Linked DNA regions of Mus musculus: regions 2 and 3 are each linked to region 1. Evidence: chromatin contacts called from public ChIA-PET and HiChIP or PLAC-seq data. All regions are on one chromosome and are shown on one strand. Each heading gives the region's core, a stretch centred on a gene start, on an enhancer-like site or on the middle of the called end of the contact. The rest is flanking DNA. Distances are from core to core; before and after follow the strand shown.

Region 1 (4,475 bases), core at 693-3,192:
AAGCACTGCTTACTCTTCCAAAGTAGCTGAGCACCCTTGCTGGGTGACCCACAACTACCTGTAACTCCTATTCCAGGGAATGGATTGCCCTCTTGTCCCCACACACACACACACACACACACACACACACACACACACACGCACCTGGCATCACACCACAGAACATTAATGAATTACATGTACTCATGAAAAAAAATTTTTTAAGAAAAACTAACATTTAAAAGTGGAATGTTTGATACTTTATTTTAAAAGTGTCTTTTAATTTTGTATCTTTCTGTCCTATTTGAATTTATAATAAATGTGTAAGTACACACTTCAAAGGTACTGTTTTAAGGGCATCACCTATATTTAAAAAAAAAAATCAACCAAAAGTATCAAAGCAGTGAGATTACAGCCCTTTTAGTTTTGTTCTACATTTCTGTGTTTTATAAAAATATTCTGCGTTTCAAAAAGAAAACAACTACATACTCAGAAGGGGGATGGGGCAAAAAAAAGTTCAGTTCAGCATTTAGCAATCAGTGCCTATGTGGAGAGTTTCCCCGCCAGAGACTTCTTCCTAGATCCTTGCTCAAACAACCTCTCATCTTTGTCTCTAAGAAAATGAGCTGAGAGACAAGGTAAATACACAATGGACCTCAAAGCTGCGCCCTCGCTCTCGCTCTCTCTCTCGCTCTCTGTCTCTCTCTGCCCCTTATCATAAGGCACACAATACCCTTATCACTACTGTCTCCGACTGGCCCGCTGTAGTCTCTCCAAACAGACAGTCGACTTCATAGAAAACGTGACGTTTCACAAACCCCATTGTCTTGCGTTGTGTATCTTAAGAATATGAGAGATTCTTAAAACACTTGTTGAGTTACCGTACACTTCTTTTGGCCCGGGACTGTCTGTCCTCCGGGGACAAAACCGTGCCGAAAACAAAAACAAAAACAAAACTGTCTCACGAACGACAAAGCTGTCCCTAAAGCGACTCAAATGCAACTTGTCCCAGGCAGGCACACTCTGAACTGAAAAAGTTTTAAGCATGCCCACATCCAGGGTTGACCGCTACACAGAGTTTGCATAAGTTGAAGTACCACGGTTGCAAACACTGAGGGGTGAATTCACACCTCGTCCCCGCTTCCAAGTCCCCACCACCCATGCACTAAAAACTTCAGCTCTCGGGGTGAAGTCCTGCTAACAACCTGTAACTTCTTTGTCCTGGGTCCAATCACCCACCCTCCGCTCCGAACCCCGTAAACCACAATTCTCAAGTCCCAGACAGACCTGCTGCGAAGTGCAGGGGAGAAGACTTTCGGCCGGCCATGTCCTTGGCATTCACGTTCGCGGCGTCCACCAACCTCTTCACCCGGGACACGTCCCCATTCCGACAGGCCTCGAGCAGCTCCCGCAGGGCCCCACTCACGGCTGGGACCCCCGGGCCGAGGCCCGCCGCCCCGGCTCCCAAAGTTGCCGTGGAGCCAACTCCGGCCGCCTCGGGACTCTCCGCTAAGCTCGAGCCAGGGGAGGACGGGGAGGAAGACGAAGACGAAGTCGGGGAAGAAGCGGACGACGCGGAGTTGTTCCCGCCGCCGCCGCCGCCGCCGGCTGGGGTGGGAGCGACCCCGACGGCGGCGGAAGCTGCCGGGACCGCGGCCGGAGCAGCCACGGTGCAGACGGCGCCGTCCACCGGGTCGGGAGATCGCGGCCTGTCGGGCGGGTCCCGGCTGCCATCCCCCTCCGGCAGCGCCAGGCCGTGCCGCGGGGAGGCGAAGGGCGCCAGGCCGCCGGCCGTAGGCGAGGCAGGGGTGGGTCCCGGGGCCAAGCCCGGGCTGAGCGGCGGGGGAGGTGGCGGTGGCGGAGCCGAAGCCCCTGGGGCGGGCTGGAGCTGTTGCTGATGATGGTGGTGATGATGCTGAGAGCGACGCGACGCCGCCATCTTCCCACTCCCCCGTACTGTCACTGCGGCAACGGCGCCACCGCCCGCCCTCACTTCCGGATTCTGGACCAATCGGGATCCAACATACCCGGAAATGATTCCTGCCGAAGTGGGTGGAGTCCGAGAGAAGAAGGGAAGTATTGGAAGCTCAGAGAACAACCAGCCTGGGGGCGTGGCTTAGTAGTGGAGCGACGGGCTTTTGTGACGCCCTGGCGGGCTGGCTGGGCAGATTTGAAAGTTGTGGTGAGCCACTACCTGTCTGAGAAACTTCTGCCTTCCTTCACTTTCTGCGGGATTGCTTCGGTCGGCTTCAGTCTTCCCTCGGGTACCCGTCAGTCTGCGGTGTCTCCCTTCAGAAGAAGCTATTAAAGTGTAACTTATGCAAACATCTACCAAACGTCCTCGTCCGAAAATGGAATTAATAGTACCCACCTCACAAAGTTGTTTGCAGGAATGAAGTGAGCTAATGCATACAAACGCTCTGAAGAATAATTATAATTAGCACATTGGGAATATTTTTAAATGCAGTGTTAGATATCTCTCCACCTTACTGTCTCTTTGTACTGTCTCTTACGTCTCATTCTGACACGGGACAGGAGGGAAGGATAAGGGAACTTTATTCTCTAAGAGCATTTGTACTTAATACCGGAGAAAGGAATCCATGCACATACACACTGTCAATAGCTCAGTGTTGGGGTCTGAGAGTCGGATTATTGAATTTATACCCTAATACTGATTAGATCATGGACATAGCTCAGAATTATCTGAACTACATTATCTTTTTCTGTCAGCTTATAAAGGAAAACACACACACACAAACGACAATGAGATCTTTCTCAGGTGCAGGAAGTTCTGCCAGGTGATCAGGTCTGATTTAAGCCATTTTTGACATAACAGTTCATAATGACCTTTAATTTGATGGGCCCTATGTAAAGCTTTGTGGAATTCCTTAAGATTAACAAACCTCAGGACATACAGAACATAACAGGGGATGTGACCAGCATGACCCTTCTCTGAGTCAAACTATTTTTCTATGTCAAAGGCTGGTAGGCATATTACAGCAACAATATGAAATAGCTGGCAAGCATGGAACAAAATGGCCGCAACTATGCTAGTGGGTCAGGAGGACACACCGCTTGGTTTGTCTCTTCAGAGTTAAATCTGACTAAGGATGCTCTGAGAGGCATGCAAGACTCACTGGCATTGGGAGTATGCAAACCTAACTAGACAGAGAATAAGAAGGGACAGGAATGAGCAATGGGGGAGCGGGGTGGGGGAGGGGGAGCACCAGACGAGAATCTCGGAGACTGAGCAGACCACATGACATGAGAGACGTGGCCGTACTCTGGAATGACTGACTTCTTTCTTCTGCTTTGCTAGCGCAGAGACAACAGGTAAAGCAAGTCTCTAAAATGTTAATCCTGTCCTCTCAGATTACAGACACTTTGAAAAGAGCAGTTCAAAAATCTGTCCTGTCTCTGCTCCTTGGCGTTCGTGGCAATCGGCTGCACAAACTCTCATAGTCTGGTGAGAGTTTTCCCTGTAAGTTTTCTCACTCTGTGTATTAGTCTGGGTTCTCTAGAGTCACAGAACTTATGGAATGTCTCTATATAAGGGAATTTATTGTAATGACTTACAGTCTGTAGTCCAACTAACCCAACAATGGGCAGCTGTGAATGGGAAGTCCAAGCGTCTAGTAGTTGCTCAGTCCCACAAGGTTAGCTGTTTTAGCTGGTCTTCTGTTTACACTGGACTCCCCCGAAGAAGTAGGTTCCAATGGATATGCTGGCCAGTAAGTGCAAGCATGCGAAGAAGAGTGAGTCTTCTTTCTTCTAATGTCCTTATATAGGCTTCAGCAGAAGGTATGGCCCAGATGTGTGTACCACCATGCCTGGATTTGGAGCTCACAGTCCCAAGCTGGCCTTGAAATCAGATCTCCTTGCCTCAGTCTCCTGGGATTAAAGCAACTCCTGTCTGGGCCTAAGCTTTGCATGGTCACTGTGCCTCAAGATCTGAATCAAAAGTGTGTGTCATCTCCTGTCAGAGCTTGTGCCATCCACTCTCAAGATCTGGATCACAGGTATGCCCTCCATTTCCGGATTGTAGTTCATTCCAGATGTAGTCGACAACCAGGAACAGCCATCACTCATGCTCTGTGACTTTGCTAGATTCCAATTTTAAATGATGGTTTAGATTGTTGCAATTGAAATTCAAGCTTTGTCAGTTCCCGGCTGTGTACGTGTAAGCAGGTTATTTAAGCCAACATTCTGCCAGTTTCCTTTCTGCAAGACCAACACATTTGATTAAATGTTAATATTCTAACTTCGTACTTTTATTTCTCATCTTAATTTTAACTAATTATGAATTTTTTTTCTTTTCTTTATTTTTAAGTTTGACTCTCCCCCCCCCCATCCCTCTGCACTTTCCTCTCCTGTCCCAAACTAAGATAAAAACATGATTTCAATGCACCATTAAAGTGCCATTTTCTACAGATATTTTTTTTCTCTATCCTTCCTATTACTATAGTTTTTGTGTGATATCAGAAGATGTTCCCAAG
Region 2 (4,475 bases), core at 1,256-3,755, 160 kb before region 1:
CCCCACCCCCCGGATTTGACTGTTATTTACAGGCCATGTGAGCACTGGCCAGGGCCTGGCCGGCGGGGGGGTGGTGGCAAGGAGAGCACCCCTGACGCATGGGAGACAAAGGCTCGTGAGGCCAGCGCCGCCAGGGGACAACTCCACCCTCACCCCCCTCTGTGACTCCGGTGAAATCGGCCGAGACTTGCATCCGGAGAAGTTGAGGCCTGCTGGCCTCTGGATATGTAGACTTCGGGGAGAGGCCCCACGAGAGTGAATCTGACCCGGGCTGTCGAGGCACGGGGGATGTCTAGCACCCATAGAGGGCCAGCAAAGGGGAAGCACTAGATGTCCTCCCAGCTCCCGAACCAAGAGAAACCACTTTGCCCTCCTCACGGGTGCAGGGAGCCCATGCGGCTCTCCCAGCCAGAAAGCCGGGTGCCGGAGACTTTGCCCCAGGCAGCCGACGTCACTCCACTGTGGTGGCTCCTTCCGGAACCCGAATTAGAGTGATCGCGCACCCCGGGCACCAAAATATAAGGTGCGTTGGGGGCTGAGGGGTCGCTAATATGCCAGCAACAAATTAATACTCATGTAATAGTTTATTTTTTTAACTGAAGAAAAATCCATAAACAAAATAAAAACTGCAGTGCCATTTTGGAACCCGAGGCAATAAAAATAAATCTCCACAGATGATTGCTTCTCAACCCCCATAGCCCACTGGACCCTGAAAGGGGTGTCAGGGCCTTCAGAGTGCAGAGAGCCGGTAGAAGGCCTTGAAATGAGAGCTGGAGGTGATCTCGGGCGAGCAGCTACGCAGAGAACAAAGCAAAGGGTAACAGTGGAGGAGGCTGAACAGGGCGGGAAGGACCCCAAGGCTTCGGCGGCCCTCGCTGCCTTAATCAGGCTTAGTCGCAACTTGAAATGGAATATTCGACCTGGCCGCCGCTACCAAACCCCGTAATTCCCTTGTTCGGTGATTAATTCTTGCTAACAAGACTTGGCAAGATCTCGGCCAAATAATTTTTTTGGCTCTCTGTAAGGTCCCCACCACATGCGCGCATAACCTCCTCTCTTGCCAAAATCGAGCCCTTGGGAAATTAAATGCTCCCCCCCCGAAAGTAAAATGGGGGGTGGCAGATGCTACGTGACCTGGAAAGAGGGATGCGGAAACTCGAATCGTCTCCTAGCTTATTACATTTGCTTTTATAAAAGGTCATTCTTCCCATGGGCACTTTTCAGCATCTTTTCCTTCGTACCAAATGTAGACCTTAACCGTCATTTCCTTAGAGGACGTTGCGTGTGAGGAGGGAAGCGAGGACTCCCACCAAAGAGGAAAACCTCCGGGTATTCCCCCCCCCCCCCCCCATGGTTAAAAAAGCAGGTTTTAGGAAGCTTGGGCCCGAGTGCCTCCCATTCTCTTGCACGGGCACAGCATTCGGCCAATTAACGCCCCCCTCTGGGTTGTAAAGTAACAAACCCCTCCACCTCTCTTTTGTTATTGGGCTTCGGCGCGAGGGCCTTCCCTTTCATCTTTCTAAATCTGCGTTGGCCCAGGTTCCGCGGGAAGCTATAAACCAGATGTAATAGCTCGGGATGGAAATCGATCACGCTAATGTATAAACTAAGTCCGGGGAATCGCATGGAAAAAAACAAAGACAAAACACAACCGGCCGGGCACGAAGAACGAGATTAAGTCCGGCGAGGAGAGGTCCCCAAGCCCTACGGGGTGGCAGCCGCACAGTGTCAGGTTTCTCGGAGCTGCAGGAGCGAGACCTCGAAGACTGGGGAGGCCGGGGGGGTGGGGGGGAGCGCAGGGGTGAAGACCTCCACACGGAGAGCCCAGGCCTCAGTAAGGCCCCGCGTCGCCACCCGCAACGATCTCTACCAGGATCGCCGCGCTCCGGGGCTGAGGAAGGACAGGGCACCGCGCCGCGGCTCCATTCACAAAGTCCCCGAGCCGCCGGCTCGCGGGCGGGTCGGAGGCTGCCTCCTTTTCTTCCTCTAGGTCTCCGTTTTATGAATGGGCCTGGCAGCCAGCACCGAGCGCCCTGTTTACTCCTCTCTTTGTGACGTCGAGTCCCCGTGACTGGGTGCGAGGGGGCCGGCGCTCCATTCACGAGCCGGGGTGGGGGCGGGGCGGGAAGCTTGCGTTGGGGGCGGGGCCTGGCGAGGTAGTAATGACTCTTCCCTCCCCCGGGAGAGCCGGCGAGCATTAATAAATCTCTAAGCCAGAGGAGGAAACTCTGGCTGGGGCAGTGCGTGCAGCTCCGGCGGTGCAGCGGTGGGGGAAACGGCGGAGCCCACGGCAGAAGCAGCCCTAGCTAGCAAAACACACCAGAGGCGACAAACCGAGAGGAGCCCTCTCTCGTAAACACACTCCCCTGCTCGATCGCTTGCCCCGGGTGCCGCGCGCCCGCCAGCTTTGGCGCCAGAGAAGGCTGGGACTGCTATGTAACGTTGAGGCTGCGGGAGGTGGAAGCAGGGGTGTTAGAGGGAGAAGAGCCTGGGGCCAAGTTTGCGGGTCACTTCTGCAGGCGCCCTCTTAGCCCTCGCCTGGTTCCTTCTTGTTAGCCTAGCTGGCTCCGGTGCCCTTGGCCTTCTCCAGCTAGCTCCCCAGCTTACTGCGTTTTGCCGGCGACATGGTGACGATGGAGGAACTGCGGGAGATGGACTGCAGCGTGCTCAAAAGGCTGATGAACCGGGATGAGAACGGCGGCGGCGGCAGCGCGGGCGGCAACGGCAGCGGCAGCCACGGCGCCTTGGGGCTGCTGAGCGGCGGCAAGTGCCTGCTGCTGGACTGCAGGCCGTTTCTGGCTCACAGCGCGGGCTACATCCGAGGCTCGGTGAACGTGCGCTGCAATACCATCGTGCGGCGGAGGGCCAAGGGCTCCGTGAGCCTGGAGCAGATCCTGCCCGCCGAGGAAGAGGTGCGTGCCCGCCTGCGCTCTGGCCTCTACTCGGCTGTCATCGTCTACGACGAGCGCAGCCCGCGCGCCGAGAGTCTCCGGGAGGACAGCACGGTGTCGCTGGTCGTGCAGGCGTTGCGCCGGAACGCGGAGCGCACGGACATCTGCCTGCTTAAAGGTAAACGTGGGTGCCCGGGAGAGCGAGGTGGGAGGGTAGGTAGTGTAAGGGACTTGGCGGCCTGAGCCCTGCTGGGCATTGGGAGGAAAGTACCCGAGTGACTACGGGGTGCTGGAGTCCCCTTCCTCGCGTGTCTTTGTGCGTGTCAGTGTGAACGGTTTTGCTGTGGTTTGGAGCCTGAGTCCCGGGGAGGCCGTGCTGGCGCGTTTCCCCAATCACCTGCAATCCGCACGCGTCTTGGAGTTTCCGTGTTTGTTTACGCGAACGGTTCTGGCCTGGATGCTGGCAGCGGTTCCTCTGCGCAGCCCAGCTTCAAGTACTGAGAACGCGCTCTTAGGTCCCACGGGGACGAGAGAGGCCTGGTTCGGTATAACCCCGGGAACCCTAGAGGGGGGTGAAGGAAGGTGAATGCTAGGGTAGGAGCTGTCTCAGGAGTTCATACACATCGGTCAATGAGGAAAGGAGAATTGGGGTGCAGACCTGGGGAGCTATCTCTTTTTTTCCCCGCTGCCTAAACTCAGAGCTTTCTTGGATGGCGGCCAACCCCCACTTGCCCCGGTCTAAGGGAGGCTGAAGTGCTGTATTTGGGGGGGTGGGGGGACACCAGGCACAACCGCGCCTGCTCCTGCTAATCCCGGGAGCAGAGAGTTACCACCTTTTGTTCACACATCATTCTCGACTCTGCCAGCGGCGCGTGCCTGGTTCGAGCGAACCCTGGCGTAGGAAATTAGGTGGCCGGAGAGAGGGTGGCTTGTCACATTGAGAAGTCAGACACCCCAAAAGGATCGCGCAGTATCTCAGACGTTGGCAAAGGGGAGGGACCGCTCGCCGCACCTGCCAGCTCGCTCGGTGTGCCGGCCACCGGTTGGGGAGCACTGTAGGGTGCGGGGTGTGTGTGTGTGTGGGGGGGTCGGGCGCCCCCTGCTGCGCTGCTCCCCTACCTCCGGCCACCGCATTCCGTGCATTCTTTCGCGCGGGTCTGGTCTTTGCTTCCAAAGCCTGGAGGTTTGTCCGACCTCCGCCTTCCAAGAGCCGCCCATTTCCCTGCCGAGGCTCTTCGCCCCGTCTTCCAGACTTTTCCTCTTAGTGTCTTGTCTTCCTTAAGGAAGGGAGGCCGGGAGCGAAACCCTTTCTCGCGTCCCCTCCGAACGGCACCCGGTGCGGGCGAGCCAGGCTGGCCGTGCGGAACAGCGGGGGGCTTTGTTCTCCGCAGTTGTTTCCTGACCATTTGACCCGTCAGCTGCTGGGGAAACGCTGCTGTTGATCTGAGGCTGAACTGCCAGGGCGATTTTTTTCTTTTCTTTTCTTTTTTTTTCTTCCTTTTCTTTCTTTTCTTTTCTTTTCTTTTTTTTTTTTTTTTGCAAGGACCGCCTGTGGCTCCTGCAGCCGAGCCCCAGTCTCTCAGC
Region 3 (4,475 bases), core at 1,023-3,522, 140 kb after region 1:
AGCAAGGTGGAACTCGTTCCTGAGGTGGCTGAGATCAGGAAACTGGTGGGCTAAGAAGTAGAATCCTGCCCAGCTTTGCATGGAAGTTTTTGTTTGTTTGTTTGTTTTCCAGGAAGCATCAGACATCTGCTGTTATCTAGCAACGCCGACATCTGCTACAGAGCTGGAAAAGGCAACCCATTGCTTCAGATTCCAAAAAAGTCTCAGCAGCATCCTAGTTCAGCAGGAATCAGAGGGAACACAGCATCTTCCTACCCTACCTGCCTGCTTGCAAAAGATACCTGGGCTGCCGAGACACCCACACGCTGTCTCAGGGTTGGCATGGTCTCAGGGTGTCTCTTCCTTAAGTAGGAAGACTATCCAACGGCAAGAAAGCACCAACATGTTCTTGGTAACTAACTTTTTGTGTTATACCCAAAGTAGTTAACTGAGCGAATGAGTGAATGAACACACATTCCCCTGAAAGGGCTTATGGGCATACTAAACTATTATTAGTACAGAGTGTGGGGTGTCCATGTAAATATACATTTCTTCTGACCTTGTCACCCGGGAGATGCAGCAGAAGGGACTGAAAACAGGCAAAGCTAGGTGTCTGTGTCACCTGAGCTCTCTAGAGCAGTGTCGAAGGTGAGAAAAAGGTAAGGTACTTACACGGTCACCTTAAGACAGCCTGGGTGTTAATACCATCTTTTATCAGTTTTCTCTCAGACTTCATTATTCGTGTCTCATTTGGCTGGGAAAGGCATAGGGACCCTGCTTATAACGTTTCCAGATGATTCTGACCTGTGAGAATACTGGCTAGGGTACTTCTCTTGGATATGGAAGCTCTCCTCCAGTGAGCATCCTGGAAGGAGAAGGGAGTTGCCCAGGTGGCTTTGGAAAAGGCGACTGTAGGCTTACAGTGCCCCATAACTTTCCCATCTTGTTTCACTCTGTGAGAAAGCACATAGTGATCAGGAAAAAATAAAGGCAGGTCTTGCGCGAGCCCTGGCTCACCGACAAAGCAGACACCACAACAGGATCCTTCTGCACACGTTTATTGGGAGAGCTTGATTGCAGAGGGGAAGAGACCCCAAGCCCAGAACTGGTGCTGCTTATATAGGCCTAGGAGAGGCGTGTCTCACACCTGGATTGGTTGTGCTTAGGTTATGCTTACCACCTCATTTGCATGCCTACATCTGATTGGTTAACTTGTCTCTCATCTGATTAGTTAACTTGTCTCTCATCTGATTGGTTAACTTGTCTCTCATCTGATTGGTTAATTTTGGTTATTTCTCAAAACCTCATCTTAGCAAAAAAACTTTACTGCCTATGTATGCGTGGTGGCCAGCGGAAGCCAGCGCCACCCTGCAATGGCACATGTGGCTTCCCACAGGCAGGCTGTAGGCCCACCATGCTAGGGCCTCCTGGCTCTGGAGTGGTGGGGGATGGGGTGGAATGGGGTGGGAATGGGGTGGGAATGGGGGTGGGAGCCTTAGGGAGGGCTGAGGGTGGGTCTCTTGACCAAAGAATAGTCCTAAGCCCCCTTCACACACACAGCCCTAAAGAGTGTTTATAGCAGGCTCCTCCTCTAGGTGTGTTCAGATACAACACACAGTCCAGAGCCACCCCCTTGCTTAGAGACCTGAAATCTCACACCCCTGCCTTAGAAACCCCTTCCTCTTTGGCTCCACAGTAGTGTCCCCACAGTTTTCCAGAGCTTGTGTCACCACCAGTGTCTCTCCTGTTAGGAGGCAGTTTCCTGAGCTCAGTCACCTCATGAACAAGTTCCACCTTGCTGGCAGGATCAAAACTGAGTTCATGTTCCCAGGCCCCAAAGCCCAACTCCCATCCTGCTTCTTCAGATGTTTCATGCTTGTCTGTTAACCGCAGTAAAGGATGTAAAGACAGAAGATGCTGTTATCCTGTTATCTGAACTAAGGCACACAGTCCTAAATGAAGTCATAAATGTGTTACTTGCAGTGACTTAATTGACTGTGTGCAGCCTGCCCACTTCTTTGTTCTCTTATCACTCTAGATTCCTGGCCAGTGTTCAGGAGGGGACCTGGCTGCAAAAGCTGCCCTAAGGACCCTGTGACAAGGGGTCCCAGATAAGGCCTAGTCACCAATGTTAACTTCCTTGTTTAACCTGTTGTGTCAAAGTGTGATTGTCAATGCAGCAGCCCAGTCCAGCCCAGGCCCCTTGCTTTGGGTTGCCATCTGTGGTAGTTTAAATATGCTTGGCTCATGGGAAGTGGCAGCATTAGGAGGTGTGGCCTTGTTGGAGTGGGTGTGGCCTTGTTGGAGTAGGTGTGGCCTTGGAGGAAGTGCATCACTGTTGGAATGTGTTTTGAAGCTTCCTGCAGTGAGGAAGAGAAGGCCCTGTTGGCTGCCTGAAGAAGAGACAGTCCTCTTCTGGCTGCCTTTGGATAGAAATGCAGAACTGTCAGCTCGTCTAGCACCAGGCCTGCCCTCCTACGCGATGATAATGGACTGAACCTCTGAACCTGTAAGCCAGCCCCAGTGAATTGTTTGCCTTTACAAGAGTTGCCTTGGTCCTGGTGTTTCTTACAGCAATAGAACCCTAAAACAACAGCCTATAAAAATGCACAATCTCCCTTTTGAGGGCTCAGTTCAGGTCCCCAGCTGACCACCTCCCTCAGTGCTCAGAAAATAAAGCTTTCTTTTTTTTTTTTTAAGCCCCGGTGTCTGAAGTGAGTTTTCTCAGGCACCTCAAACCCTCAAACCCAGCATCTCCAAGCCTCCATCAGATACAGGGAGAGCCTTTAAAACAAAACAATTTATTTATATTGAATGGTAAATATAAAACAATCACATGCCATTAAAACATTCATCATAGGGGTGGTGTCAGGTCTTTTAACTACCCTTTACTATTTTAAGAGTTTTTTTTTTTCCTGGAAGAAAGGCCTTTTAATAATTTTAGGTAATTTTCTGACATTTTCCCTGCATATTCTCTCTATAACAGATATTTTGTTGTTTCTTTTCCTTTTTTGGAGTTAGGGTCTTACCCAGGCTGGTCTCAAACTCATGGCAATTCCTCTGCTTCCACCTCTGTGTGCTGACGTGAGCCACCACGCTTGGCCTTTTGCTGTTTTTGGTGTTTCAGTTTCAGGCGGTGCCTATTGACCTGCTAGGTGGTAACTCTTAGCTCTTATAGCCCATTTGCTTGCCCTCGTCTTGCGACGACTCTTTCGAGACTTCTAACATTATTATCAGTGCATTAAATATGCCTCATTGCTGAGTCAACTGCTGTGATTCATTTTATATTAAGTCATCTATTGCTGCAAACTAATCTTTACCAAAAGTTAGCAACTTAAAACGATAATTAGCATTGATATCTCATGATCCACGTGTCTTAATATGTTACTTGCTTTTGCTGGGTGGTTCTGGCTTAAGGCTACTCATGAGGGTTCTGTCAGAATGTCAACCTGTAGACGTTAATTGTATTTTACTTTACCATAGTGAGATACTAGAGGCTGGATTAATTTATGAATAAAAGAGGTTTATTTCTGGAGGTCCAAGAGCCTGCTGCTAGGGTGTGCTTGTCTCTATTGTAGGCCTCATGGAAGATGATGTCATAGGGTGGGGGCACATAATGTGGGGAGATAGGCAGGACAATCACTTCAGATTCTCTTTTTTGAGTTTTCCTATTTGGCTTAAGCCACCTTGAACTTGATTTATAATAAGAGCTCAGTGTGTATGTATGTGAGTGTGCAAGTGTGTGTACATACATGGGTGTGTGTGTGTGTGTGCATGTGTACGTGCAAGTAAGTGCATGGATGTGTTGACAGAGACCATGGGTCATTGTCAGGCATCCTCTTCAATCATTTCCACACTATTATCACTTTTGTTATTGTTGTTTCTATTATTTTTTAAGATTTATTTATTTATTTTATATATGTGAATACACTGTAGTTGTCTTCAGAAAGGGCATTGGATCCCGAGACAAATGGTTGAGGGCAATCATGTGGTTGCTGGGAATTGAACTCAGAACCTCTGAAAGAGTAGTCAGTGCTCTGAACTGCTGAGCCATCTCTCCAGCCCTATCACTATTATTTGGAGACAGTGTATCTCACTAATTTGGCTAGACTGGCTGTCCAGGCTGTCCCCTGCTTCTACCTCCCCAGGGCTGGGATGTTTATGAACATCCCCCGGTCGGTGCACCTGGCTTGCCCGTGGGTGTTGGGGCTGGAGCTCAGGACCTCATGCTTCTAAGCTTCCAGTCCAAGCTCACTCATTTATCAAGACTTATCCTTGGGAGAACCAACTCACGAGAGCTACCTGAATAACTTCTTACGGTCTTCTATGATGTGGGTGCATCTGCCTCCTCACACCACTGCTCTGGAGATCAAGTGTCTAACGCCCTGTGGGACAAACCACACTGAGAGGTTGCTGTCTTTCCTGTACATATTCACTCACCAACTTCTGAAGACGTCCACAAAGCTCTTGCCATGTAGAATCAGCACAAAGGTTAC

What was found. ChIA-PET counts read pairs in DNA pulled down with a chosen protein or histone mark. HiChIP or PLAC-seq counts read pairs in DNA pulled down with a chosen protein or histone mark.
Region 2: an RNA polymerase II ChIA-PET map of memory CD8 T cells shows a contact between it and region 1, with 100 read pairs. The contact joins the promoter of Dusp4 here to the promoter of Tnks in region 1. A contact is called at or near these places in 7 of 484 Hi-C or Micro-C datasets (CD4 T cells, CD8 T cells, embryonic stem cells and 3 more) and 5 of 115 datasets of contacts at active chromatin or transcription factors (effector CD8 T cells, extraembryonic endoderm stem cells, memory CD8 T cells and 2 more).
Region 3: an H3K27ac HiChIP or PLAC-seq map of extraembryonic endoderm stem cells shows a contact between it and region 1. The contact joins the enhancer-like site here to the promoter of Tnks in region 1. A contact is called at or near these places in 2 of 484 Hi-C or Micro-C datasets (bone marrow-derived macrophages and extraembryonic endoderm stem cells) and 10 of 115 datasets of contacts at active chromatin or transcription factors (bone marrow-derived macrophages, differentiating embryonic stem cells, embryonic forebrain and 6 more).

Annotation. Positions count from the first base shown.
Region 1 is chr8:34,963,748-34,968,222 of GRCm38.p6, forward strand. It overlaps Tnks (tankyrase, TRF1-interacting ankyrin-related ADP-ribose polymerase), which reads right to left and starts at 1,943. Exons shown (of 27, transcript NM_175091.3): 1 at 1,267-1,943. The coding sequence starts at 1,918.
Region 2 is chr8:34,805,105-34,809,579 of GRCm38.p6, forward strand. Dusp4 (dual specificity phosphatase 4) reads left to right here and starts at 2,506. Exons shown (of 4, transcript NM_176933.4): 1 at 2,506-3,069. The coding sequence starts at 2,625.
Region 3 is chr8:35,102,554-35,107,028 of GRCm38.p6, forward strand. It overlaps Gm34419 (a long non-coding RNA gene), which reads left to right. Exons shown (of 4, transcript XR_378879.3): 2 at 113-391. Among named protein-coding and RNA genes, the nearest start is that of Gm34419, 9.4 kb to the left of the region's middle. Within about 2 kb of position 2,273, at least 12 of the 459 cell types and tissues checked have an H3K27ac peak or open chromatin away from gene starts, as enhancers often do. A contact at or near this core is called in extraembryonic endoderm stem cells, where this site is marked.